Regions from separate parts of the Mus musculus genome. Here all the other regions are linked to region 1. A link is a contact called in public Hi-C and HiChIP or PLAC-seq data. All regions are on one chromosome and are shown on one strand. Each heading gives the region's core, a stretch centred on a gene start, on an enhancer-like site or on the middle of the called end of the contact. The rest is flanking DNA. Distances are from core to core; before and after follow the strand shown. Region 1 has its middle 59 kb from the start of Gm42291. Region 2 has its middle 11 kb from the start of Gm34628. Region 3 overlaps Gm34628 (a long non-coding RNA gene).

Region 1 (4,905 bases), core at 1,309-3,808:
TATGTAATTGATACTAGGTGAGAGTCCTGGGAAGGCTTCAGAATTGGATCTCAACTATAAATTTATTTCATTTCCCAGTTTATCAACACATGTTAGAAGCATGGCATCATTCAATTCAAAACCTTGGAACACTAAACAATGTGGCAAGGGGCATGTAGAAGGTTATCTGGTTCACTGACCTGACTCTTATTGCTGGTCAAGTTATGACCTCACTCTTCCTAAACCGGAAGACATCTTTGGGAGGCGTTAGTGCAGTCCAGGACCACAGCTAACCTCAGCCAGTCTCTATCATTTCTAGTAAGTTGGTTCAAGCTAATCACCAGTCTCTTGTTGTTTACTTGAGGACAGCTTGTCACTGTTTGCTTCTAATTAGCACTTGTGTCTTAATTTGGTTATGAGCTATAAACACTGGAAGACAAAGGAAAAATGCCGAGGAACATGAGAAATGCATAAGACAGAAGCATTTTATGCAAACCAAACTGTCTCAAACATTCTCTCTTCATTTCAGAGTTTGGAAGTCACTCAGGTTGATGGTAGCATATTTTTAAGAGTTTGTGTTCCAAGCAATGTTTAAAACCATACGTCATGAGCACTAAAGCCAGGTGATTACAGACATATGGGTGTCAGCTTGATTGCTTTATTTTATTTTATTTTTTTTATGGCTGTCTCTTTCTTAAATTTTGGTTTCACTGTGCTTTTAGGTATCCCCGTTCTGTTGTGGGATCTGCCAAGTCTTTCTGATTTCATTTTCTGTTACGGAGTCAGCTAGCTCCTCTACAAAAGCCCTCCAATGACATTTAGTATGATTTAGCAGAACTCCAGTAAGGACTTAAGTGAATACTGCCTATACTGTGTCATTGGAATTGGGGACTGTCAGCAAAGCAGATAAGTCAATCTGCAGGCTTCTCTAGGGGAGCCACACAGAGCTCTTAGAGCTGTCGACAGCACATCCTGTGTACAGCTTCAGCCCCCGGAAGTGCTTTCATACAGCAGCAAGTCCAGCCTTTCAAATGCTGCAATGGAGGTCTTTGTTGGCAAGTTCTCTGTCTGTGTGTACAGAGGACTCATTCTTCCATGAAAGGCCAGGCAGCCTGCTGATGGGCCAAACCAGTTTACAGTGATGTTGCTCTCGGGAGGGAACAGCAAGCAAGCCACTGGTGTGGCCCATAATGGAGCCATTTATCTCTCTGCAGCTTTGTGTCTGTACAGCTATCCCTAGTACATGCCACCTTCAGTGTGCCTCCCGTACCGCAGCCTTTGAGAAGCAATGCTTAACAGACTGGAGTACTTCTGACACTCCTAAGATAAATTCCTGAATCTACAACAGAGGCGCTTACAAGGTGCTGTCTCCAGGGTCCCTCGGGGAAATGCTTTGAGGAGAAAGTAATGTCAGTCAGTGCGCACCCCTCCCTCCACACACCCACCTTTCCCTTTGATCTTAGCATGTTTACCTGTGGCTTACTGGTACCAAGACAAACTAGGTATGGAACATTGGGCTTTGAAATAGGTCTGGTTCTCCAATAGGCGTTCTTTGAAGTCAGATCCATTATGTATTGTTTATTGCCTTTCCAAGCGTGCCCACATGTATTTCTAAGACCAGGGCTCATCTTTACTTATTCAAAAGAACTCCAGTTTGTTGCCATATTGGCCATCCTTTGATTTTTTTTTCTTTTTTAAGAAGAGTGAAATAGTACCTCTGGAGTCCATTTTGTCCACTTACAAAGTATTTTAACAATATACGTTAGGGGCAATTTTACATCTCTCTGTACCATTACTATCTTCCCAAGCACAATTATATGTCAAGTGAACAACTCAGAACTCCTTATGCCCTGTAATAAATCATCAATGTAATGGGTAAAAAGAATTTGTCATTGTTCGCTGTATATACAGAGTTATGTGGCATCTAACCTCAAATTTCTTTTAGATCACATATAAATACATAATAAAATAATAATGCTCATTAGTCAACACCAAATATAAGTTCCAGATGTTTGAACATCAAAGTATTTATAGGCCTATAGAAACTGCCTTGAAACAGGAACTGCTCCTCCGGAGTGGGACAGCAAGACAGGGCTATGAAACCTTCTTGAGTCCTCAGAAACAAAAGCTATTCTTGTTTATGCATAAATTATGAATGACTTTATTTTTTAAGGCTGAGTCATTGGCCAGTACATGTGTCTACAAATCCGGTTTCACAGGCGAATGGGAACTGACCAGACTAACAAGAATTCTACAACAAATCACTTTTTCCCCATTTTGTCTGGGGGTTCTGCCACTGCTCTTGTTAAGGCACAGTGGAGTTGGCGTCTTTGGCTACTTGCCTTGCCACAGACCCATACCACTTAGTTGCCAAGTAAGGGCTGGCTGCTCAGAACACAATGGCAGGGCAATAGGCTGTGGAAGAAGGGTCTCCACAGCTCCCTCAAGTGGTGGGACTGAATGCTGGCAGTAGGGTCTCTGGAAGGAAGCCACCCCACCCCCACCTCAAGCTGATGCCAATTCCAGAATTGCTCCCCTTCCCAGCCCTCAACTTAGTGGCCTTATGTTCACAGTGAGGGTAGGAGAAAGCCCTGGAGGCTCTGAGAGTGACTGTACCACTTAGTCACTGACTGATCTTTAGCAAATAAGCTGACTTTCCTCTTAAAATTTCTCATTCATAGAATGAAGAGTCATACAGAATCACCTTTCAGGTCCTGTCCATCATCGATGAGCTATGATCTGATTTTGATTCAACTACACAGGAAGAATGAAATGTATTTTAAGTTTATCAATACCACACACGCACCCCCCCCCCAGCCGATGTTCAATACGGCTAATGAGTGGTTTCGTTAATCATGACTCAAGAGAGAATTTCACCAGCAACACAAACCTCCCCAAACGAGTAGCTAGCTATCCTTTGCTGCAGCAAGGAACAAACTTGGAGATGTTAGGTATTTTCTGGGGGATTTGATATGAAAACGCCATATCCATATAGCTTGTTGGCAACATGAAAAACACGTCTCTGTTGTTCTTTTCTGCCTCAAGTCTCCCTCACACAGGAAGGAGAGAAAGGAGGATGCTTCACACTAACAGTGATTCAAACTCTCCAGCGACTGAGTCTGTGAATGTCAAGAATTCAAGCATGACTTAGTCACCCTCATTTTCTACCCTAAATGCTTTCTGTTGATCTCTATAACCACAGAGGAAGTATCCTCTGGAGAGAAGTGTTTGTTTCTTAAAACATCACAGAGGCAAATTAATATTTGAATCTGAGTTCCATGGAGCTTTTTTGGGGGGAAGCCATTTTTGGGTGGAGACAATCAAACTTCTTTTTATCCTCTGCTCAGAGGGAATCTATTTATATTAGCACACTTGTCCGTGCTAAGAATCTTGAGATGCTGGGGAGATGGCTCAGTGGGAAAGAACACTTTCATGCAAGTGTGAGGACCTGAAGATGAATCTTCAGTAACCCTGGGAAAGAGCCAGGCGTGGCTATGTGTGTCTATTAATTGGAATCCTGGGGAACAGAGGCAAGCAGGTCCCAGGAACTTGCTGGCCCATCAGGCTAGCTAAAAAGACAGACTTCCAGTTCACTGAGAGACACTGTCTCAGGGCACTCAGGCCGTGAGTGACAGAGAAAGGCTCAATGTCTTCCTCTAGCTTCCACATGTGTGCACACAGTCCCAAGCACATCTGTATACTCATTGTGTAGACATTACATACAGCTTCCTCCCCCCCCAGAAGTCTTGACTTCCCTCTGATAAACTTTGACAAATATAAAAGATCAATAGCAGTCACATATTAGTTTTCATTAAGAAACGACTGCAAGCGTCTACCATCAACATGGGATAATGGCAGTGTGGACTAGAGATGATTTACACCTTAAAGCCTGATATTGCACAATTAACAATAAGCTCATTATTACTTGATGCATTTGCTCAAACAGAAACCACATGTGACTGGGAATTTGAAAACGGAACAGACGTTGGCAAATGTTTCCCAAATATAATACACCATCCTGACAGCTAATGCATCAGCAATGTTTACTTCGGCAAATGTTTCCAATTTGGAGGAAGGGGAAAAATGGAGTGTCTAATAATAACCTCTTACATCTGAATACAGTCTGATGCTTTGGAGTTTAAAAAGCACTTTCCATGTATACATCCGCTCAGCTGATCCTTCCAACCACCCTGGGAGGTGGGCGGGATGCACATTATATTATTGTCCAACAATTTGTAGCTTCCCGGCTTGTCATGCTGCCTCGTGTCTGATCATTTCTCACATGCTCTTCCTGAGCCCTGGAACACCCTCTTCTCCCTCCCCTGCCCCATTTCTCATGTAGATAAGTCCCAATCAGCTCTGAAAAATCAGCGTGGTTAATGCTGCTTTTCAAATAGCCTGGAAGCTTTCAGTCTGGCATAGATGGTACACTTCGGTGTTTTCCCCTTCTGGCCTATGCCACAGGGCAAGGATGCCTTGCAGTGAACCCATCTCTGCTTTTCTGTGTGTTGCTTTTCTCTGCTCTAGCTTGAAAGCCCGGCTTCACCTTATTTAATGTCTGTAGCATCCTCTATTGTTCCTATCAAATAGTGAGGGCTCTAAATGTCTGCTGAGAGAGGGCTGCTCAATTGAGAGGAGTCAAACAGGTTTTTACAAATTCAACAGTCTAGTGAGGAGTAAGGGTTGAGCTGTTTCTTGTTTTCTAGTTTAACAGTCTTTGTATAGTTTAACAGTGTGTCTGCTTAGCTTGTTCCTATTGAAATACATGAGATATAGGTAGAATACAATAGTGTCCTGTGGATATTTCTATGGTTTATGGAAGAAGGTGTTGGAAATATGCTAACTGCTTTTCTTAATTCTTTCTTCACTTATTTATATATTTATTTATTCATTTTTTTTATTTTTACAGATTTTCTTTTCTGGGCA
Region 2 (4,905 bases), core at 1,305-3,804, 120 kb before region 1:
GGGCATGCTCAGGAGTAGGAGGGATCCTCACTGGCAGCCTGCGATCCCTGACATGCAGTGTGTGTGCCGAGGGAAGAGTTAAGGGGCACACGCCGGCTCTTACTCATCTTGCTCATTTTAATACCTGGCTTAGGGCCTGGTTCAGAGTAGGTGTGAGCAAATGTTTGTTGAATTAAGTTTCTGTAGTTTAAAGAATTAGCTTTGATGCTATTTGCGTCTTACAGACAGAAAATTTTGAAATAGATCATGGTTTTTTCTTTGAATTGCCTGCTATGAAGCTCAAAGGTAAATTAGTGGGCCATCTCTAGCAAATAACTAAAATATAGACTTGATTTCCTCTCTCTCTCTCTCTCTCTCTCTCTCTCTCTCTCTCTCTCTCTCCCTCTCCCCCTCTCCCTCTCCCTTTCCCCCTCCCTCTCCCCCTCCCTCTCCCCCTCCCTCTCCCTCTCCTTCTCTCCCTCTCCCTCCCTCCTTCCCTGTCTCCCTTCCTCCCTCTTTCTCTATGTGTGCATGTGTGTACCTGTGTGTGTGTGTGTGTGTGTGTGTGTGTGTGTGCACGTGCTTGTGTGCGAGTGTGTGCCTACCTGGTGTCACCTTGTTTTTCTTAAGGCTGATATTCATGGTACTGAATTATTAAACCTGCCTCAAATTCTTTTAGAACAAGGAACAACTCACTCATTAAATCTGAGGCAATATCTGGGACAATTCCTGGTATATAACAGAAGGTCAAAATAGTTATTTAATAGTGAACAAATTAACGGCATTTTTATCTGAATCTTAAGTTTGAACTTCATTTTTTTTTTTAAATATCAATCAGCCTCAGACTCACATTCTTTTAAAACAAACAGAGGTCAGTGGAAAATCATACTGGGAAATGGATGCAGCTGGACAGAGCGACTGTTGTAAGATCACGCACAGATCCAGTGGCTCTAAGGTAGTGCCTCCTTGTGGTTTTCCTTCTGATTTACCTACCACAGTTTTCATTACTCCCAAATCCTTCCTCTGAAGGAAGGGAGACAGAGAGAGACAGAGAGAGAGAGAGAGAGAGAGAGAGAGAGAGAGAGAGAGAGAGAGAGAGAGAGAGAGAGAGAGAGAGAAACATTTATCAAGAGAGCAATGTCGCCCACACCGATGGACCTGCCGCCATCCTATTCATTTGTTCTCCTTTGCTGTCACAGTGGCAGCTCATCTGATGAGCCACAGGGTGATCTTCTTCCTAAAATTCATGCGGAGGAACAGTGAGACAGTGCTGGTCGCTCCATTCATCAGATAACCTACAGTCTCCTTGGAGGCTGGGAGGGGAGAGTTGGCCTCCTGAGGTTTATCTTGGACAGAAGCCAGCCAGCCTATGGCTAAAAGAATGAGCCACTTTATCTTGTCAAACATCTCCATTAAATCATGGCCAAGGGAGAACCAATGAAACTGGATTTTGGTGCAAATGATCACTTGTGAATGTGCATCATGCACACACATACACACAATATATATATATATATATATATATACATATATACACACACACACACACACACACACACACACAGATATATCATGTGTATATACATTATAATATATACGCACATGTGTTATATATAGTCACTGTGTATATAATATCATATATAAGCTTCTCTCTCTCTTTCTCATTGCTCTGAAGAGAGCTGAGCTGAGAAAGCCATGCTTCTACATAACTGCTTCACTTGTTTGCTCTTGCAGAGTGTGCCCAAGAGTGTTCCTTTAGCGCCAGCATTTTTACCGCTCTATATTTAGAGTAGAAGTCTCTGCTCAGCCAATAAACTTTTAAAGCAAAGACCCTCGAATCAAAAGAACTATTTCTTCTTCCTTATCATCACCCTTTGTACAGTTGGAAAGACACAGGCAAAGTGTTTCCTTGAGCCATAACCATGCCCACTTTTGGCCAATCAGTTTTCTCTGTTATCCCTCCAGTGGGACACTGTAGGTCTGTCTATTCGGAGAGTTTGCTGAAATATATCTACAGAAGATTCATTTAAAAACATGCCATCAGTGACCTTGAAGACCTTCATTACCCTAAATAGCTGAAGCAACTTTCTTGCCTCTAAACTATTTCCCTTCCTTGCATGCTTTTCCTCCTTGGTCACCCTGGGACATCTAGATCACATGCCATTCTCCACATGAGATCTCAAGGAATAATCGACCACTTTCTCATTTGTGCTTCCTCTGTGGAACTAATAGCCATGGAAACATCACCAGTGTATGTGACCATTGTGAGGTTATGTGTCTGGTTGTCTCAGTGTGCTGTGAGCTCTTCCTTAGTAGGGGCATCTCTCCCTCATCTATCCATAATACTTCAGTCTATCCAGGGGCAAGGTTTCTGTGGGTGAGCATGTATACTCGCCCCTCCTGTTGATTCACTGGGCTGCTGCTCTTGACTTATTCAGACTCTTGTCTTACCTGTAAGGAGTGGACTCTGCAGAAATCCTTGCCAGGAAAGAATCTGAGGTACGAGTCACAGCATCTCTGCTTGCTCATGGCAAGAACTGTGATGATCACGCAGTCCAGAGTCCCGGGGCCTTGTTCACAAGCTCAGATACATCTTCTGAGTCACACTTGGCTAGTTATTGCTTGAGCCTCAGTTTGAAGAAGGAAAAGACCCAGTTCTTTCCTACAGTCTTCTCTAGAGGTTTCTGCTGCAGGTTTCAGTGTGAAGCTTGAGCCTTCTTAGGAGTGTTTTGTGAGTTTGGTTCAGTTTTTGTTTTTGAGATAAGTTTACACAGACAAGCTTTCTTTGGAGGAGAGTGTAGGTCTGTTGGAAATCCCATTTTTGTACAAGTTGCAACTGTGAATTCTCAACTACACTTTCAGCTTACTAGGAAAGTGCTAGGCCTTCCTCAGGCAGTTATAGTGAATATGACTTGTAATTGTGGAGGAGACCAAAGTATGTCTGGAGCTATATTCTAAAACAGAGGAGTTGATCAGACACGTTGGAGGGTTAGTTAACATTTTTGCTATTTCCCGGGTTTTTCAAGAGAGCAAAAAGGAGCCTCTCTAGCCTCTCAAAGGAGATAAATTGTGATGAATCTCTGATACAATCTTGGTTGTGATGGGTATTGGTTAAAGTGAATGGCCACCAGTACAAAGTGACATACACAAAGCAGAGCACGTCTGTCCACTCCTTTAGAACTCCATTTCTAACAATTGACCTTTAATTAGCACTGGCTTTTGGGGGTGTTCAGTTCTGTGGGCATCTTACGTTAAACTCCCCCAAGAGTTCAGAAGCCTTCTAGAATACATTTATGACATTTATGATAAATATAGGTTTAGAGTAGAGGTAGACTCCATCTGATGGTATAGATCCTGGTGATTTATAGATTATATAGATTCTTTGTTAAAATTTGTGGCCCAAGGCATAAGAGAAGCAGAAGAAGAGATGATAATTTTTGTTTTAGTTTCATTTTGATTAAAATAATGGTTTTGTTGAATTTAAGTAAGAGATATCAGTGGAATATCAGTGGAATGCTAATATGGAAAGGGGAAGATTTCACAGGGTCCTTGCCCTAGACAAAAATTTATAGGTAACTATTGATGGCTGTGAGAAGAAGAATCAGTCTCTCTCAGGGATGAATCCCATTGTACAATGGACACATATATGTGCACATGTGCTGGGGGGGTGGGGAGAGAGGGAAAGGGGGAGGAAGAGGGAGAGAGAGAACAAACTAGTATCATCAGTTTTTATTTAACTATACTTGTGTTCACATATGTGTGGGTGACAGTAATCAAGAAAAAGAGGCTATTTATTTGAGAATGGGAAACAGGAAGGGAATGGGGAAAGGTGGCTGGTATGGGACTGGAGGAAGGAAAGTGATCTAATTTTATTTCAACTAAGAACACATTAAATAAATTAAATAATTAAATATAAAATTAAAACTTTGCTTGACCAGTCCCTACATATACTATCTGAGACAATGACTTAGTCATCTTCATATAAATATCCAACATTTTATTTATAAGTTAATTTAGATATTTGGACTATACAGAATGACAGATAAGTTTCCTTTAATGAGCCAGTGTCAGGAGGTTGGCAGTGACTGCCAAAGACTTTTGGTTCCCCTCACCTCTCAAACAATGAGTCTTTTAAAATATTTTTCTTTTAAAAAAATCCCTTTCTCATGTAACTTTAACACCATATTGCACTGTATGTCCATTTATATACTCTGACGCTTTGGAAGATGACAGATCATTATAATGGCTAAATTATTTTTTTCATTCTCAAAGAAGCAAGTTTTAGCCACTTGGTACCATGGCCCCTGGTTGAGGTTGGATGGCTAAGGAACTCTGAAGCCTAATCACATTCAGTAAGAGAAGACTTAGGGCATCTGTGACATGGATGTACAAGGGTAGCAACACGTGAATTCTGATCGGGCTGGGTGGTCTGTTTACAACTTTTACCTTAACTCTTGAGCTCTCTGAGACTCTATGCCCACTAGAGGCATGCTATGTCTACTTAGTTAGAATTAGTTATTTTTATTATGATTTGGGTGTAACTTTGAAGTCTGGGAACAGAACAAAACCTCAAAGTCATCAGTTTAGTGGCTGTACACTAATAGATGACATTTACAGAGTTTTCTATTTGTGAATCATAGCACTTCCTGGGTAGTTAAGATGATGTAAGATATACCTATAGGACACGGCAATACTCTAGTTTGTTCCCTTTTGTTCTTGCAGCTTTCATGGCCACTGTGACTCTTCCATCACAATGGTTACTCTTCCATGGAATCTGGTTGTCCTTAGCTGATGATGCTGGACCCTTTTCCCTTACTATTTCAACGCAAATTAGAGCAGGCTTTCCTTTAATTTATCACACTGCATTTGCACATAGGTTGCAAATTTTGAATGCAACCTTACTGAATTTGAGGAGTTATAAGAGGT
Region 3 (4,905 bases), core at 1,163-3,662, 97 kb before region 1:
GGAGAAAGATCAAGTATTTGAGTAAATATGGCAGAGACTTCTGCAGCACATAACTCTGGGAGTTACTCCTCTATTTATTCCATGCTAACACCTGCTACTGAACACTCAGTATTCCGATTGCAGCACAAACAGACCTGACCAGACAGTATGGAATTTCTACCTGGAATTCAAGAGATGAAGAAAGCCTTTTTGTCCAGATGTGGGGCAACTTCTCTGTGAACTTTAAGACAAGAGTCTGGAAGGAGGATCTAAGAGACTTGTTTCTATCTTCATTCCCTTAGGGAACTGTGTTGCCTTTATCCTAGGCACCCACTATAGAGGTACCATGAGGTGCTTTAGAGGTGCCATGAGGTGCTACTTTCTGGATGAGACCAGAATGAGCATGTCTAGGATCCTTGAAGCTGCTTTGAGCCTTCCCATTTGCTTCTGGAGACCCTGGACTCTTGGCAGCTGCTATGTAAGAACTCAAAGGCCGATGGAAGTTGAGGTCATTTTCACTCTCAAGCCTGACTGGAGGAAAGAAAGCCATCTTGGGCTGCGAGCCATGAGGCTTTTCCCCCTCAGGCACTCTCATGTGGATGGATGGATGGATGATGTCCTCAGCCCCACCACAGAGCCTAGCAGACCTCCCAGCAACTTTAGCAATCTGTCAGCATCCCCAGGCAGAATGCTCTGGGAGGCCTCGCTGCAGCTTTGATTCCAATCCTATGTGCTTCTAGGGTTTCTTGGGCTGGCTTGTATAAAGGAAGAGAGTATCTCTGATGCTGAAAGCAAGCTGGGAGGGATTCTTTATCTCTGGGAACATGGAGTGAAGTACCTCAGGGAGGAGAGAAACCTTTATGACTTGTCCAGTCCAGCTATCATGTGGCTTGAGGCTTCTAGATGTTGGGGGCCTCTGTTTGTTCCTCATCAGTCCCAAGCCCCATGACTCTAAATTCTCCTTTGGGGCAAGTGTGGTTCCTGACCTGTTCTCACAACAATTCTACCAAAAGGCAACTTGATGCTGCACAGAGATGACTACATGTTCCAAACCAGGCAACAGAGAGGCTTTAAGTCTCACTGGGTCATTGGCCTATTCTATGTCCTTGGGCAAGTGATTTTGTAATTTTTGAATTTGTGGAGTAGGAGATTGTGGTACCTGTTTCATAAGGCATGAAGGATTGTCTGAAAAAAAATGTAAGGAGAGTTCTTGGCATATAGCTGGCATACAATGGATGCTTCATTGCTCCATCCCTGCTGAGGTGGGAAGGCTGGATGATACAAAGGTGCCAAGAAAACTGGAGATATACCTTGAACTAAGAAGCCCTCTACTGATCACAGCCCTGCTTCTAGTGTTAACAGAGCTCCAGACAGGAGGGAGAAGAATGTTACACTTAGGACTCAGAGGAGTAGAAACTTGGGCGTTGCCTAGGTCTGCAGTGCTTAGCATAGGTGGGCTAGAGAAGATATAGGTGTGTAGGGTTATTCTGCTTATAGAGATGATTGCAGAATCCACTGAGGCATGGAACAAACACTTAATGAAACTTGGATGATGTGCCAGACCCACTCCACCTTCTATGCACTCTCTGCTGCTCCATCTCTCCTCACTCAACTGCTTCCTTGTATCTCAAAAATCTGCGTTTCTTGAATTATACTCCTCTCTCCAGCTAACACTCAGAAGTCTTGTGATCAGTAATTTATTCCAACAGCTCTGATTTGTCCAAGGCAGTTGGATGTATATTAGTAGTGGCAAGCAGAAGGAGCCTGGAGTCTCGGTGGGCTCAGCACTCCTTTAGAACTTCCGCAGGGCGGAGCTGCAGCACATGCTTCTCCATGGATCGGACTGGAATTCCAGCTGGCATTTGTATAGCTCCATATCTCTGCCTCCCAAAGGGTACAGCAAGCATAAGCTGGGGCTGAGAGATCCACGTGTCAGATACAAGGAAGACTTGCTCCGGGTGGCCCCACTGAGGAGGGATTGGCTTGTGTTCTGGAATTCCCAAATAGAGAACAAAGAAAGAGATCTGTCATCACATTGGTGTGGAGTTCTTGCTTCTAGAGAGCTAGATTTCTTGGCCCCTATCTTCTCTTACACACAACGTTCTCACGAGTGAGAAACCCAAATGCAAGTGAAGAGACACAGACCAGTTCGGAAAATAAACTTTGGCGTTCAAGATGGCCCCCTTGTAGTTCACCTTAACCTACCTCTGTGATCTCACCTGAGATGACTCCCTACATGCACCCTGCATTCCAGTGAACTCATTCTGTCTAGGTAATTCTGGCCTTTCTGCCTTCTGCCTGAGCAGGTCTTTCTCCCTGGAGCACCTCCTCAGGACACTTTGATTCTCTGTTTCCATTAAGCAGGACCTTACATGGTCTCATATGCTGCTCCGTGACACATTCTTCCATCCCTGGAAGTGATGCTTCCTCTTCTGGCTCTGCATATCTTTTCCTAAAATTCATTCAACAAGTATTTACTGAGTCATCCCACAATCCAAACACTATTCTAGATACATCAATGGGTGACAAAACGTCTTTGACCGAAGAGTTTATATCCTGATATTTCATTTAACTCACCGCCACATTTGGATGGGTCTTATTCTCCTAGAAGACATTTTCCACTCAAGATCAGATTGACAGCCATGCCTGGTGGCATAGACCTGTCAGCTCAGCTACTTGGGAGGCTGAGGCAGGAGGATCACAAGTTCAAGACTTGCCTTGGCAAACTTAATGAGACCTTTTCTCACAATAATGTAATAAGTGGGTTTAGAGCTTGGATAGAATGTTGAAGCCCCAGACCTAGTCCCTAGTACTCAAAGAGCAGACTTTAAAGAACATATTTAATTTGTCTTTAGTCATACGTATGTCTGTGTGGTCATGTACGAGTATGTGCACATGAATGCAGGTGTCCAAGAAGGATAGAACAGGGCACATGATCCCATGGAACTGGAGTTATGGAGGTGTGAGCTGCCTTCTATGGGTACTTGGAACTGAACATATATGCTCTTAACCTCAGAGCCATCTCTCCAGTTTTATTCTCTTCTCCTCATCTGACTTGGCACCTTTGCATGTGGTTTCCTTCTGCATGAAATAGTCTTCTCTCTCCACTACAAACACCTGCTTGCTTTAGCATTTCATAGCATGAGAGTTCACCCTTGGAATTTCTAGTTTGAAGGCTCAACACTCTCATGGCATGAAAGCTATTGCATCACGTGTCCCAGGTCCCTGTGTATGAGTCTGAGACAGTTTTGGTGATGTGTGCCTCTTCTTCAGATGGTAAGCAACTGAGATCAGAGACAGTGTCAACTTTTGTTTGCTATTTGAAGTTCAAGCATAGAGAAGGGCTTTCTTGAGTGTTTATTGAGGGAATGGCTGAATATCCCCACTTGCCATACTGTATACTTCTGCCATGTGTAGATGTGGTCAAACATGTGGATTGCTGTCACTAATAGAATAATTCTGGACATTCTCCTTTCATCTGTACATTTTTGGCTCTCAAGTCTCTATCCTAAATTGAGCTCCAGCAACTCTGGATACCATGACAAGAACAAAATTCTATGCACATGGAATGTTAGTACTCTACTTCTGGGATTCCTAATTGAATAAAATGAATCCAGAGTTTGTAGAGACCCAGAAAGATAGTTCATCAGGAAAAAGGCACTTACCACAGAAGAGTGCTGGCCTGAGTTTGACCCCTGGGACCCATATAAAGGTGGAGAAAAAGAGAACTGACTCTGTAAAGTTGTTCTATGATCTCCACACCTGTACTGTAACACATGTACACACACCAATAATAAAAATAATAGTACTGTTAATAATAGTAACAATAAATAATATGAATAACAACAATAGGTATTTTGGTCCATTCAGTGCTGAAAGTAGCATGTTAAGGTGTATAAATGGACACACTGTATAAAGGTTTATAGAAGACATTCCTTGACACAATGGGCATCTACTCATATTGGCAACAAGGGATATACCTGATCTTCCTGAGATGTCAGCCCAGTATATAAAGTTTTACCCAGGACCTTGTAGTAGCTGGAGAATAGCAGTTGAAACAAAAAGATTTCTTATAAATGGAAGAGAGAATGCAACATTGAATGAAATCTTTTCCTTCATTATATGACTTCTTAAAAAGGGAATGGTAGTGCCATACATTGACTTATTAATAAGAAAGCCCACAGCGATGAATTATATTCACAAATACTATCTAATTTTATCACAATACTCTAGTGAGACTTGTATCACTCCTACTTTTGATAGCTGAGAAGATTGAGGCTTGCAATGGTTTGCTCAAGGACAGATGGCTATTATATTTGTCAGGATTGATTGTGCTGGATGGTGTGGTTGTTTTGCTGAAATGGCAACACCAGCACTTCTGTGCATTGGAGGTTTGCTTCGTCTTGCTCCTATTGTTAAGGGTTTGCTAGAGGATTCTGTACAAGGCTTGATTATTGGATGACTGTGATAATTTTAATTGCCAACTTGATGAAATTGGAATCACTTGGTAAGAGTTTTTAATGAGGGACTGTCTATATTAAGTTGCCCTGTAGGCATGCCTGTAGGGGATTGTCTTGATTGTATTAAATGATGTGGAAAGACTAAGCCCACTGTGGGAAGCTTCATTCTCTAGGCAAGGATCCTAGAGTGCTTAAGAGTAAAGAAGGTGGTCTGAGAATTTGGCATGTATGTTTGTTTCTCTCTGATCTTGACTGGCTGTAATGTTCCTGCAGTCTTCCTCACAGTGATGGACTGTAACATGGAACTGTGAACTAAAAATAGCGTCTCTCCTAAGTTGCCTTTTGTAATGTTCTCTTCTCAAAGCAACAGGAAAGGAAGCTAGGGAAGAGACTCAGGCTTCCATGTCACATGTTCCTTATTATGAAGAGAGGGAGAACAGGGACTCTTGAGTGTCTTACACTAGCA

What was found. A called contact is a pair of places that touch in the nucleus more often than the background predicts. HiChIP or PLAC-seq counts read pairs in DNA pulled down with a chosen protein or histone mark.
Region 2: a contact with region 1 is called in a Hi-C map of tail fibroblasts, with 4 times the contacts expected there. The contact joins two enhancer-like sites. A contact is called at or near these places in 1 of 39 promoter capture datasets (hippocampal neurons), 2 of 15 datasets of contacts at CTCF or cohesin (the NIH/3T3 cell line and embryonic stem cells), 63 of 484 Hi-C or Micro-C datasets (3T3-L1-derived adipocytes, the C2C12 cell line, the C3H10T1/2 cell line and 35 more) and 6 of 115 datasets of contacts at active chromatin or transcription factors (the NIH/3T3 cell line, bone marrow-derived dendritic cells, a colorectal cancer cell line and 3 more).
Region 3: a contact with region 1 is called in an H3K27ac HiChIP or PLAC-seq map of a colorectal cancer cell line, with 4 times the contacts expected there. The contact joins two enhancer-like sites. A contact is called at or near these places in 1 of 15 datasets of contacts at CTCF or cohesin (the NIH/3T3 cell line), 21 of 484 Hi-C or Micro-C datasets (the C2C12 cell line, the C3H10T1/2 cell line, the MC38 cell line and 10 more) and 2 of 115 datasets of contacts at active chromatin or transcription factors (a colorectal cancer cell line and embryonic fibroblasts).

What each region holds. Positions count from the first base shown.
Region 1 is chr4:56,372,119-56,377,023 of GRCm38.p6, reverse strand. No RefSeq gene overlaps it. Among named protein-coding and RNA genes, the nearest start is that of Gm42291, 59 kb to the right of the region's middle. Within about 2 kb of position 2,558, at least 59 of the 459 cell types and tissues checked have an H3K27ac peak or open chromatin away from gene starts, as enhancers often do. A contact at or near this core is called in the C2C12 cell line, the C3H10T1/2 cell line, the NIH/3T3 cell line and 4 more, where this site is marked.
Region 2 is chr4:56,487,175-56,492,079 of GRCm38.p6, reverse strand. No RefSeq gene overlaps it. Among named protein-coding and RNA genes, the nearest start is that of Gm34628, 11 kb to the right of the region's middle. Within about 2 kb of position 2,554, at least 12 of the 459 cell types and tissues checked have an H3K27ac peak or open chromatin away from gene starts, as enhancers often do. A contact at or near this core is called in the C2C12 cell line, the C3H10T1/2 cell line, the NIH/3T3 cell line and 4 more, where this site is marked.
Region 3 is chr4:56,469,223-56,474,127 of GRCm38.p6, reverse strand. The region is part of intron 1 of Gm34628 (a long non-coding RNA gene); the gene reads left to right. Among named protein-coding and RNA genes, the nearest start is that of Gm34628, 6.7 kb to the left of the region's middle. Within about 2 kb of position 2,412, at least 1 of the 459 cell types and tissues checked has an H3K27ac peak or open chromatin away from gene starts, as enhancers often do. A contact at or near this core is called in a colorectal cancer cell line, where this site is marked.